Linked DNA regions of Zea mays: region 1 is linked to region 2. A link is a contact called in public Hi-C data. All regions are on one chromosome and are shown on one strand. The core of a region is the stretch at or near the end of the contact, and the rest is flanking DNA. Distances in the headings are between cores, read along the strand shown. Region 1 holds the start of LOC103654750 (ubiquitin carboxyl-terminal hydrolase 15). Region 2 holds the start of LOC100277894.

Region 1 (5,137 bases), core at 1,594-4,093, 160 kb after region 2:
ATGGGTCCCCGTGGGAAATTAGGGATCGGGTCCCCATTACCATCTCTAACAATAGTTGATTGTAAGATGACAAAACGCTGACATGGAAGAGAGTAGAAGCAGTCTAACAACCAGCTTATACATAAAAACAAGAAATTTTATGAGAGAGGCAAGTGGACGATATTAATTGTGAAGAACTAACCATTAGGGCATGTACAACGTGGCTCCTACAGCCGTCTATATACCACCAATTTAGCAAAAAGCACCTTCACCACCACGATGCCGTCACCTAGTGAAGGGACGGTTGTGGCTCATGCTCCTAGGCTAGCAACACCCAAGGCAAACGTTGTATATGTCTGTATCATAATTGACATAATGATAGCTTGTGTTATACTTCACATGTTTAAATCTATATAGCTAGTGTAAATAAGCAACCCACTGCATAATTCATCTGTTTATGTTGTTTATATGCGTTTTCCGATATACATACAAACAACAATTATCTGTGACCTATACATGCTCTTATACATATTGGCTAAAAGATAGACCCCAAAGACCCTTATAGCAAACAATTAACTATATTATTAAACTTGCTCTTAAGAATCATCTAATTAATAGATTGTAAATGCCCTCAGGACATGTATAATGCGTGTCTTGAGCTGTGTCTTCGAGTGTGTCTAAGGAGCTAAATGTAAAAAAACTCAAGACATGTATCTTGACGAAGACACTATGTCTTAACTTTATGCTCGAGACAGAGGACTAGCTGATTGATCAATTTAATTTATTAAATACTTTGATTGATACCATGGATATAGTAAGATATAGATTATAGATATATCCACTGTATTATATTGTGCTTTAGTTGTGTTTTATATTTGAAGTAGCTTGGTTTTACATGCCCTAAACACAGCAATGCTAGTAAACATTGAATACATGTGGGGGAAGGAGATGGGCATTCAACGGTCGTCATGGCTGGACCACTGTGAACTACACAAGCATTTAATAGCCCCCTTTGTATGGTTGCTGCCCTTGCCTGCTGCACCTGATGATTTCCCTTGAAAAAGTGAGCAGAGAAATATCATGGGGATACAACACAGTACAAAATTGCAACGGCCGTACCAGTACCAGTGCTGCTGCCTAGTACGTGCTCCCTTGTTTGCATCTTTTTGTTCTTTTGATGAGGAGGAAGCGAAAACACACAGCCCCGCCCCACCGTACAGAATCATCACCGCTAGGTCCAGTCCAGGACGGCACAACTTAAAAAAAAAAATTCTCCAAAGAAGCTGGTGAGTGAGAGCTCAGGTTTGGATGCGTTGCAAATTTATTTTTTGCGTCTGTATTTATTTATTTATTTATATCCATTATTCATTCATTGGATAGAGTTCAATTTGGTTATTGTACACGACTTTTTAGGAAATCATCGACCACTTTCCAGCGTCATGTACTGTTCGGTTTTCTTCCGACATATTTCTCGCTTCCTTCTAAATCATGAATCGTTCAGTTTTTTTAAAGATATATAATTTAGAGTGCGAGAGTAATAGTTTATCTAAAAACGTCATTGCCATGTGTTTGTTGTAACTCGTGAGATTCACACGATTTTGTGGCCTGCTCCATGGTATAATAATGTCTAATAGATATTTGAATGATGTCTAAATAGTATACACTTGGTAATTTCTATTTTTTTTTATCTGGGCAACTAAAATCCGGTGAACTCAAGTTAAGCTGGCCCGTTTGATATTTACATATTGGCCATTTAAATGAACTAAGTCACCCAATTGGTATTTGACGTATGCTCTCTTTTTAATTTTATTTTAGAAATAAAGTAAAGCAAAAAAAAAAACAAAGGGTATATAGAGATCTGCTGAAATCTTTACTCGGGGGCCAATCCATTGCAGCGTAGCTCACCTCTTATGGCGAGGGGAGGGATGGAGGTTGGATTGTGTAATGCGTTCAGTGTTCACTCATTCCCTTAGGGCAGGGATGGATTCAGACATCCGAATTATTAAAATAAATTTAATAGTTTATAATAAATATGAATGCAATTTAGTGTTAATCTTTAGTTATGTTGTTAAGTATATCATGAAAAACAAGAATAAAAATGTACATATTTTTTCATTAATTGCTCTCTGTAGTGGAAAAGGTGGAAAATCGTTCGATATATACCATTGCTATCTCACTTACATGTGGGGTTTACATGAGTGAATGACATGTAAAATCAATGATATATATCTAAAGTTGCAATCTTTTAACGATATAGATCCAATTATTCCTTATATCTATCATTCAAAAAGATAAGTGTATGAATTTGCATAAGATATTCTATATTCTATTTATTCATAACTAAAGGAAAAATACAAAAAATTATTAATATCATAATAAAATATCCAGGCTTGTACTCCCCCGATGGTTCTAGATTAGAAACGACAATGGACTCCGATCCCCGATTTTCTACGGAGAATTCCTCCATTATGAAATGTGAAGTTTCTTTCCCCACGAGGATGTAAACGGGAAAAAAAACTTCCTCGACGGATAAACGAGTTTAAGGATGATAAAGCGTCCCCTATCCCATTCTCCGCGGAGACCTGATAAACTTGCACCTAACTATGTTTTTATATACTAGTTAGTTATGATAAAAATAAATAATTATCTTATTAAAAGATCATTCATTATACAAATGTATTTATCTAACAATGATGAGCTATTTTTCTCATGAGTAATTCTCATTGCCATCCCTATTACAGATCCATGATCAATCGGGCAGGTAGAGGTAGAGAAGAAACAAAATAAAAACACCTTTTTATCTCCACCGCCAATCGTTCCATCGGACGGCCGAGAAAATTCCTAAAATGAAGACTGGAGACCCAGCAGGTACGCGGAGCGTAGCAAATTCTTCACGACACCCCGATCGAGACTCTGGAGCGCAGAGACGGCAGAGAGCACAGTAGCCAAGCGACTGGAGACTCATCACTGGAGACTGGAGAGCATCCGGAGCCAGTGCTCGCACCACCGCTCCCGATTCCCAATCGCCTTCCCGCCGCCGAAGGGGCGCCGCACTGTCCCCCGGCCTCGATCTCTCTCGGGCCAGCCGTCGGCCGTGGCCCTGCGCCTCCTGCGTTATCTGGCTGGAGATCCGGCCGGAGTGCCATTCCTACTCTCGGTAAACCCTAGGCGCTGTTTTTCCTGCTCTCCTCCCGTGCCTTTTGTTGCGAACATCGAATTTTTAGGCCGGAGGTCCGCCCGCTTTTCGCGCAAGTCGGTAGCTGGGAAGCAATGGAATCCGGCTGCTTTGTTCTTCTTCTGCGGATGGTCGTGTCGGTGGAGTCGAGTGGGGCATTTCAGTGGCCGTGTTGGCATGCGGCTTAGTGCTGGGGATCTGGGAGCTTCTAGGGTTCTCATTTTGATATCAGGGCCTGGGCACTCTTGTCAGAAATCTCTCATTTGGAACTTTTGCGCTTGTGAATGTGCTGCCGTGTAGTACATGCTAGTTTTTTTCGTTCCTCTGTCGATTTTTTAAGGTGTAGGGGTACGAGTGTTAGTACCGATTTCACGCTCCTGAGCTGCTGTGCTCCTGTGGGCTTGTGAGCCAAAGCCATGGAAATCATCATACAAGGTTAGACCAACTTCGCACTGGAAGCCCCAAATGTTGTGAATCCAGCACAAGTAAACTCCTACCACTCCTAAAATGAAGACCCAGTCAGCCTTTTTTCAAAAAGCTGTTTTGGTTCTGTTGCAAAAATAACAGTTTATTGTGGAAGCTTAAGCTGGGTCTTGCTTGTCCCTAAAGTTTTTGGAGGCTTTAGCTTTTTCTTATTTCATTCCATTTTATGGCAGAATAAAATGTAGGCTTATTTTCATTTTCTTAATATTCTCTTTCCTGTAGGTCAATAAGTATTCTGGAATGTTTTTCCGAGCTGAAATAGATAGCTTCTGGAGCTGGATCTCAGTATTCTGTTAGGGACATGCTCCAACCGAGGGAAGCTGATTTGCCTGCACTCTTTCTTGTCTTCATTGTACTTCCTGTGGTAGCTTATTTTCTTCTCGGGAGATGGCATGATGCTGCAAGTAAGAAGGCAAGGGTAAGTGTGCTTGCTCAGCGAGCTGCAGAAGAAGCCTATAGAGAGGAAACAATGGCGTGCCCAGACATTATTCTGCCAGGGTCTTCCTTGAGAACTATGCCCTATTTCAGACCTATGCCTGCATTAAGACAGGAATACCATGAATGTGCAACTTGCCATGCCCCTGCAAAGACTCGTTGCTCCAGATGCAAGGCTGTTAGATATTGGTAATTTTTTTTCTTGTCTGTATCCATTTCTATAATCAGTTTATGTATTGAAAGAAACCATGCCTGATCAGGCTTATTTGAAATTCAAAGATCTGGTCCATCACTCATCCTTCTCCAGTTTATCTAACCTGTTCCACTTAGCAATAAAAACAATTCTACTAAAGCTAGTTTAGATTTTGTTTTTTTGCACTGAGATATTAGTTTATGGCATACTGACATAGTGGGACTGCGGAAGGTGGCAAATTAATTTCATATAAGAGAGCGCCATTTTTTAAGGAATTTCTGATTTCTGTAATGAAGGAGAGTTTTTAAAATTGATCTTCTGGGTGTCCCAATCTAACTCCTCCCCACCACAAACAGGAATTTCTGATTTGTGTAATGAAGGAGAGATTGTTTCCCCAATTTTTATCATTCATGTTGTTATTGGCCATGTTGATAATCTAACGGTCTAAGCTCATGATTCTAACTCACTCTTATGATCAAATAGGAGCACCCTTGCTTTTCATGCGTGTGATATGGATTCGTAACTAAGGTCCAAGCAGTTTTAGACGCAGCTTTGTTGATTAGTCATGAAATATGATTAATTGGCTTTTTACTCTCTAATGCTAAGCAATAGCAACGAAATTTTCAGATTGAAAAGTTTTAATCCTTGATTTATCTATATATCCAAGTTGTATACTTGTATGTGCCTAGCAACTAGTCAACAAATTTGTCTACGGATAAGCACTGTTGCAGCACACTACTAGTATTTTGGCCGACTTGACATCAGTGTCAGTACTTGCGGTTATTATTTTCACCTTCATCTGGTAGTGAGTGGGTTGCCTGATTTTGTGGCCTATTTCTATATTGAAAAACCATGCAGATCATTATGTTGTT
Region 2 (5,179 bases), core at 2,269-4,768:
TCCATTTATAACTTTGCAAATGATGCAGAGGGACTCAATCCAATCGGCATCGGAATTTGCATCACGAAATCAGTTGCCTGATAAGATAAAGCAGCAAATGTTGTCTCACTTCTGCCTACAGTTCAAGACAGAGGGGCTCAGCCAGCAAGCTATGCTAAATTGTCTCCCAAAAGGAATTCGTTCAGGCATAGCATACAACCTATTCTTTACAATCATACGAAAAGCCTACCTCTTTCATGGGGTATCTAATAGTTTCATTGCAGAACTGGTAATGTAGCCTATATTTTAGCTACTGTTTCAAAATTGATTACACATTCCACTGTCTTAAAGGTTAAACTTCTTTGGCGTCAGGTAATGGAAGTACAGGCTGAGTATTTCCCACCAATGGAAGACATAATGTTGCAAAATGAGGCGGCAGCAGATATTTACATAATAGTTTCAGGAGTAGCGGTTAGATATTTTTTTTAATCTCTGACTATGTTCTGAAAACATATTTGTACAGGTTTGTTCAGCAAGCTAATTACACTTTTCTTGTTTCCTTATCTGTAGAATTTGATAACAACAGCAAATGGTAATGAACAGGTAAAGGTTTCAGGTTTCCTCATCTTACATTGCAATGATATCAGATACCACTAGGGTTTCGGCAGATTAATAACAATGATTCGTTATCTGAAAGCAGGTGTACGAAAAAGTTGAAGAGGGAGACATGTTCGGAGAGGTTGGTGCTCTGTGTGACATACCCCAGCCATTTACTTGCCGCACCACTACCCTATCACAGCTCTTGAGAATAAGGAAGATAAGACTGACAGAGATCATGCAAGAACACAAGGAAGACAGCAAGATTCTAATGAACAATCTATTTCAGGTACAGCTTCATTGTTTTAAGGAAGTTAAATACACATCAGCCAAAATTTCAGCTAAATTGAAGTTCATAACTTTTTATGTCAATGGACAGAAGCTAAAGCTGCATGAGAGTTTACCAGAATTAAAACAACTAGATCGAAGATTCATGCACAAGTACGAGCTATTCCATGCTCCTCAAGAAGCATGGTTGTTACCTCAGCCTTACCTGCAGTACACAGAGCACAAATTGGAAGACATTGGTAAGAAGATCCCAACATTTTGTGGAGATCATGGTTCAACAAAACTAGCAGCTGAAACAAACCAGATGAGGTTGACACAACAAGGAAACAGCCATGACCATGGCAATTATATGGCGACGGATGGGATGGCAGGCGAAGAAGGCGAACGCAATGAGGTTCACATAAATTGTGAAACCAAAGAAGTCTCCATTCATATAAATTCTGAAGATTGTGACGCAGCAAGCCATTGGCAAACAGACCATGAAACGGTGAGGCTGGGGTCTTCCCACAATACATCCGATGGCATAACTATGAGAGAAAACCAAGATAGCAGTAACATAAAATCATCCAACAAAAGGGTCACAATTCACACATATCCTCGTAATGCAGCAGGTTCTTTAGTACAGAACGGGAAGCTTATCAACCTGCCTGGTTCACTGGACGAGATCTTCGAAATTGGATGTAAGGAAAAGTTTGGAGATTTTGATCATGATTTGGTTATGCATATTTGATAGCATGCAGCTAGGAGATGCACACAGGAATTTATAATAGTTTTTTTCTAACATTTTCAGGCCAGAAGTTTCCGGGTCTCCGCCCTACAAAACTATTCAGTGGAGACTATGCTGAGATAGATGACATTAGTGTTATACGAGATGGTGACCACCTATTCCTTCTTCAGATGTAAAACCAGAATAACATTGAATTAACCTAACGTAACAATAGAGGATTCAAGTCCTCCAATCTGGCAAAAGCAGCAGATTGTAAATCGAGATATGCATGTGGAGATATGAAGAGGAATACCGTTTTACAAATTGTTCTGATCATTTCTGACATTGTATAAATATCTGTTCTTGCATAAGCTGCTATCTCATGCAAAAGTTATGCGAGGCGGTTTCCTGTTTTTTTTTCTTTTATTTGATAAAACAATAGAATCTCCACAAACCGAACTTACGGGGTGTTTGAATGCATTAGAGCTAATAGTTAGTGTTTAAAATTAGTTGGAGACATACAAACAACCTAACTAATAGTTTAACTATTAACTATTTTTAGTAAATTAGTTAATAGTTTGCTAGTTAATTCCATTAGTAATTTTTTAGATAACTAAATAAAGGTGAGACAATAAAAACACCAGTAATGGGGAATTAACCACTAATGCAGTATCATGGCATAAAATGAAAGCTTGTGATTCAGAACTATGAGAAACATCCTGAGATGAAATGTCTAGAAAGGATTGTCTTTATGCAGCCTACAGGCCAGCAGGGGTTTGATTGTCAACAAATCTAAACAAGGTCATGTTAGGGAGGACATCATGACTTACTCTTGTTCCCCTTTTTCGGCACCAATGGCAAATCTCAAACAAAGCATTTCAAAGAGTTTAGCGATGCAGAGCGGGTGTTTTAGTAGAGCTTTTTTTTTTTGCTATTATAAATTTCATTCCAAGCGGCTTCTACGTAATAGTCCCTACAATTTGGAATTCGATAAAACAGTCTTTTCTACCGCGTTCAACCGTTACAATAGAATTATTAGTCAATTTAAACTATTTTTTCTCTTTTATGTTTTTAGCCACGTGAACAGACCATTTTGCCCCTGCTCTGTTTTAAGTTGCCTAATAATTCTATTGTGACGGTTGAACACGGTAGAAAGGGTCATTTTAAGGGGGTGTTTGGTTAGAGGGACTAAAGATTAGTCTCTAGTTTTTAGTCTCATTTAGTCCCTTTTTTGTCAAACACTAGGACTAAAATATGGACTAAAATGATTTAGTCTTTAGTCCTTCACATATGTGCTAAAATGGACTAAATCATATTAATTACACATTTACCCCTCATTTAGTTCAATTATACTAATAGCAGGAGAATGTTAAGAGTCATTTTAGTCTTCTTATGAGTCATTTAGTATATTCTTAGTATTTTTAGCCTCTAAAACCAAAAATGTTATGGACTAAATTTTAGTCCCTAAACTAAAGAAACCAAACATGACCTAACTAATCACAAATTGTTGCGACTATTATGTCGAAGCCGCTTAGAATGTGGTTTATAATAGCAAAAATACGCGTCTTAGTAATAGCTGGTCTAAGATGTCTCCATGCTGTTATTACAAAGAAAAATCAATATTTCTACCTCACTCATGAATGGGAAAAATAACTAGTAGCTAATTTACTAAAAATAGCTAATAACTGAATTATTAGCTAGAGTTTAGATGTCGCTAACTAATTTTAGCCATTAATTATTATCTCTAGAGCATTCAAAATTTGATAATTATTTAAAATGAAAATAGATAATTAGAAAAGAAATAGAAATTCTCTTGAAGGTTTTTTAGTTGTAGAGATAGAAAAGTCTTAGAATTGTTGATAGAGATATTATTTAAAATAAAAGTTGTATGTAGACAGTCTCTGATCGTGAGCGTCCGTTTCTGTCCAGACGGTCAAGCCGCGAACATTTCCCGCCCAATCAAACCCAAACCACCGCTCACCTCCGCTGACGGCCGCCAGCCCGCCACGATGGAGCTCTCCGCCGCCTTCGAGGAACGCGTCCGGCAGATGGAGGACGCCCGCAACCAACGCCTCGCCCTCCTCAACGTCTCCTACGACGCTCCCCTCCTCATCTCGAATTCCTTCATCTGCCTCCTCCCCGAAACCCTCCAAACCCTGACTCCGTGGCCTCACCGCGGCGCCCCTTTCCTCCCCTTGCCTTGATGCGCAGGCGGAGAAGGAGACCCAGGCCGCCAAGTCCCGTATTCTCTCGGCCAAGCTCGCCGCCACGCGCCGACTCGAGTGCCGCCGTCTCCTCCTCGAGCGCCGCGCCGCCGACCTCGCCTTCCGCGCCCTCGCCGCCCGCGCCGACATCGACGCCGCCCGCGCGCGCCGCCTCCTTGTCGCCCGCGACCTCAGGTAGCCAAAAGGCAGCCCATCTCACTTTCTCTCCCTCCACCCTGAAACAACTCAGGGCATTTCGTTTTTGGTTAATCTGCATGCTCTAATCGGGCGCGCAGCTCGGTAAGGGGTGAGATCGAGGAGGCTGAGAGGAGGGAACAAGGCTGGGACCGCTTCTACGAGGCCAAGAGGAAGGACATGGAGGAGTTCCAGACGGAGTCGCGGCGGTTCGAGGCGGAGACTCGCGAGGAAGTGCAGAGGCTGAGGGATTTGGTATCTCGAGTATGGTCCCCATACTTTACATCCATAAACTATTATCTATTGAGCTCATCACAGATTCACAGTTCAGCCTGGTTGCAACTAGTTGCTTGGCATCTGGGTGAAACTGGTAAATCGTTACTAATTCTGTTCGCTTGGGCTTGCTCAGATCAACCGGCAATAATAGGGTATAGGGCAGATGTGTTTAATATGCTTTGGTCTGATCTATACACTAGCCCGTCTTCTCGTCTAAAAACTAGCCAGTAGCCTGTAGTTTGTTGATTGATCTTTGTTGGCCTGCCCGATGGAAGGGACCACATGGGAAGCTGGAAGCTAGCTCTTGCCATCTAGTCAAATTGTTGCCTTGCCATTTAGTCAAATTGTTGCCTTGCCATTTCATTGCATTTCAGATGGACCGGATCAATGCGGGTGATAAATTCTTGGGCCATGGTTGTTGCCTCCTGAGAAGGATTTGAATTATTGTCAAGCCTGTGTTGGTCCGAACAAACATTGTGGCTTCACTATGCAAACAGAGCGAAAAAGAGCATGGTTATGAGTTATGACTTATGTGATGATCAGTAAAGGCTAACATGTATTTTATTTGGTCTATCCCTTACTAAATTATATGAACATTAACAGGTATGTCTTATGAACTTATGGTGTCAAATGATCTTCTGATAGATTCTAATGTATCTCTTATATGTGTGATGTTATCATCGAGAAGGATAGGGCGCTATTTATGGTTGTACTTGGATCATAAAGTTATTGTCGATACTAGATCTGTAAAAAGGAACGTTGCTGGGTAATTTTGTTCTATTTGCCCTAGGTAGCAAGAAATAGATGTTCATGGGAGCTGTGTGTGTACACACACATACATATATAACATCTTGGTGGATTCTCTGTCAGTCTACCTTATCATAGTAGCTATAACTTTACTCGCTGGATGCATGAAAACAATTCATGGAGAGTC

Evidence for each region. Hi-C and Micro-C count contacts between places; a contact is called where the count stands out from the background.
Region 1: a contact with region 2 is called in a Hi-C map of endosperm, with 1.8 times the contacts expected there. The contact joins the promoter of LOC103654750 here to the promoter of LOC100277894 in region 2. A contact is called at or near these places in 11 of 25 Hi-C or Micro-C datasets (bundle sheath, ear, endosperm and 4 more).

The regions. Positions count from the first base shown.
Region 1 is chr4:235,518,034-235,523,170 of Zm-B73-REFERENCE-NAM-5.0, forward strand. LOC103654750 (ubiquitin carboxyl-terminal hydrolase 15) reads left to right here and starts at 2,844. Exons shown (of 15, transcript XR_566309.3): 1 at 2,844-3,136; 2 at 3,860-4,261.
Region 2 is chr4:235,355,796-235,360,974 of Zm-B73-REFERENCE-NAM-5.0, forward strand. LOC100277894 reads left to right here and starts at 3,519. Exons shown (of 4, transcript NM_001361302.1): 1 at 3,519-3,657; 2 at 3,782-3,969; 3 at 4,080-4,233. The coding sequence starts at 3,580. LOC542145 (potassium channel 3) reads left to right here. Exons shown (of 11, transcript NM_001111770.3): 6 at 29-268; 7 at 352-450; 8 at 550-582; 9 at 680-865; 10 at 956-1,544; 11 at 1,655-1,785. The coding sequence ends at 1,767.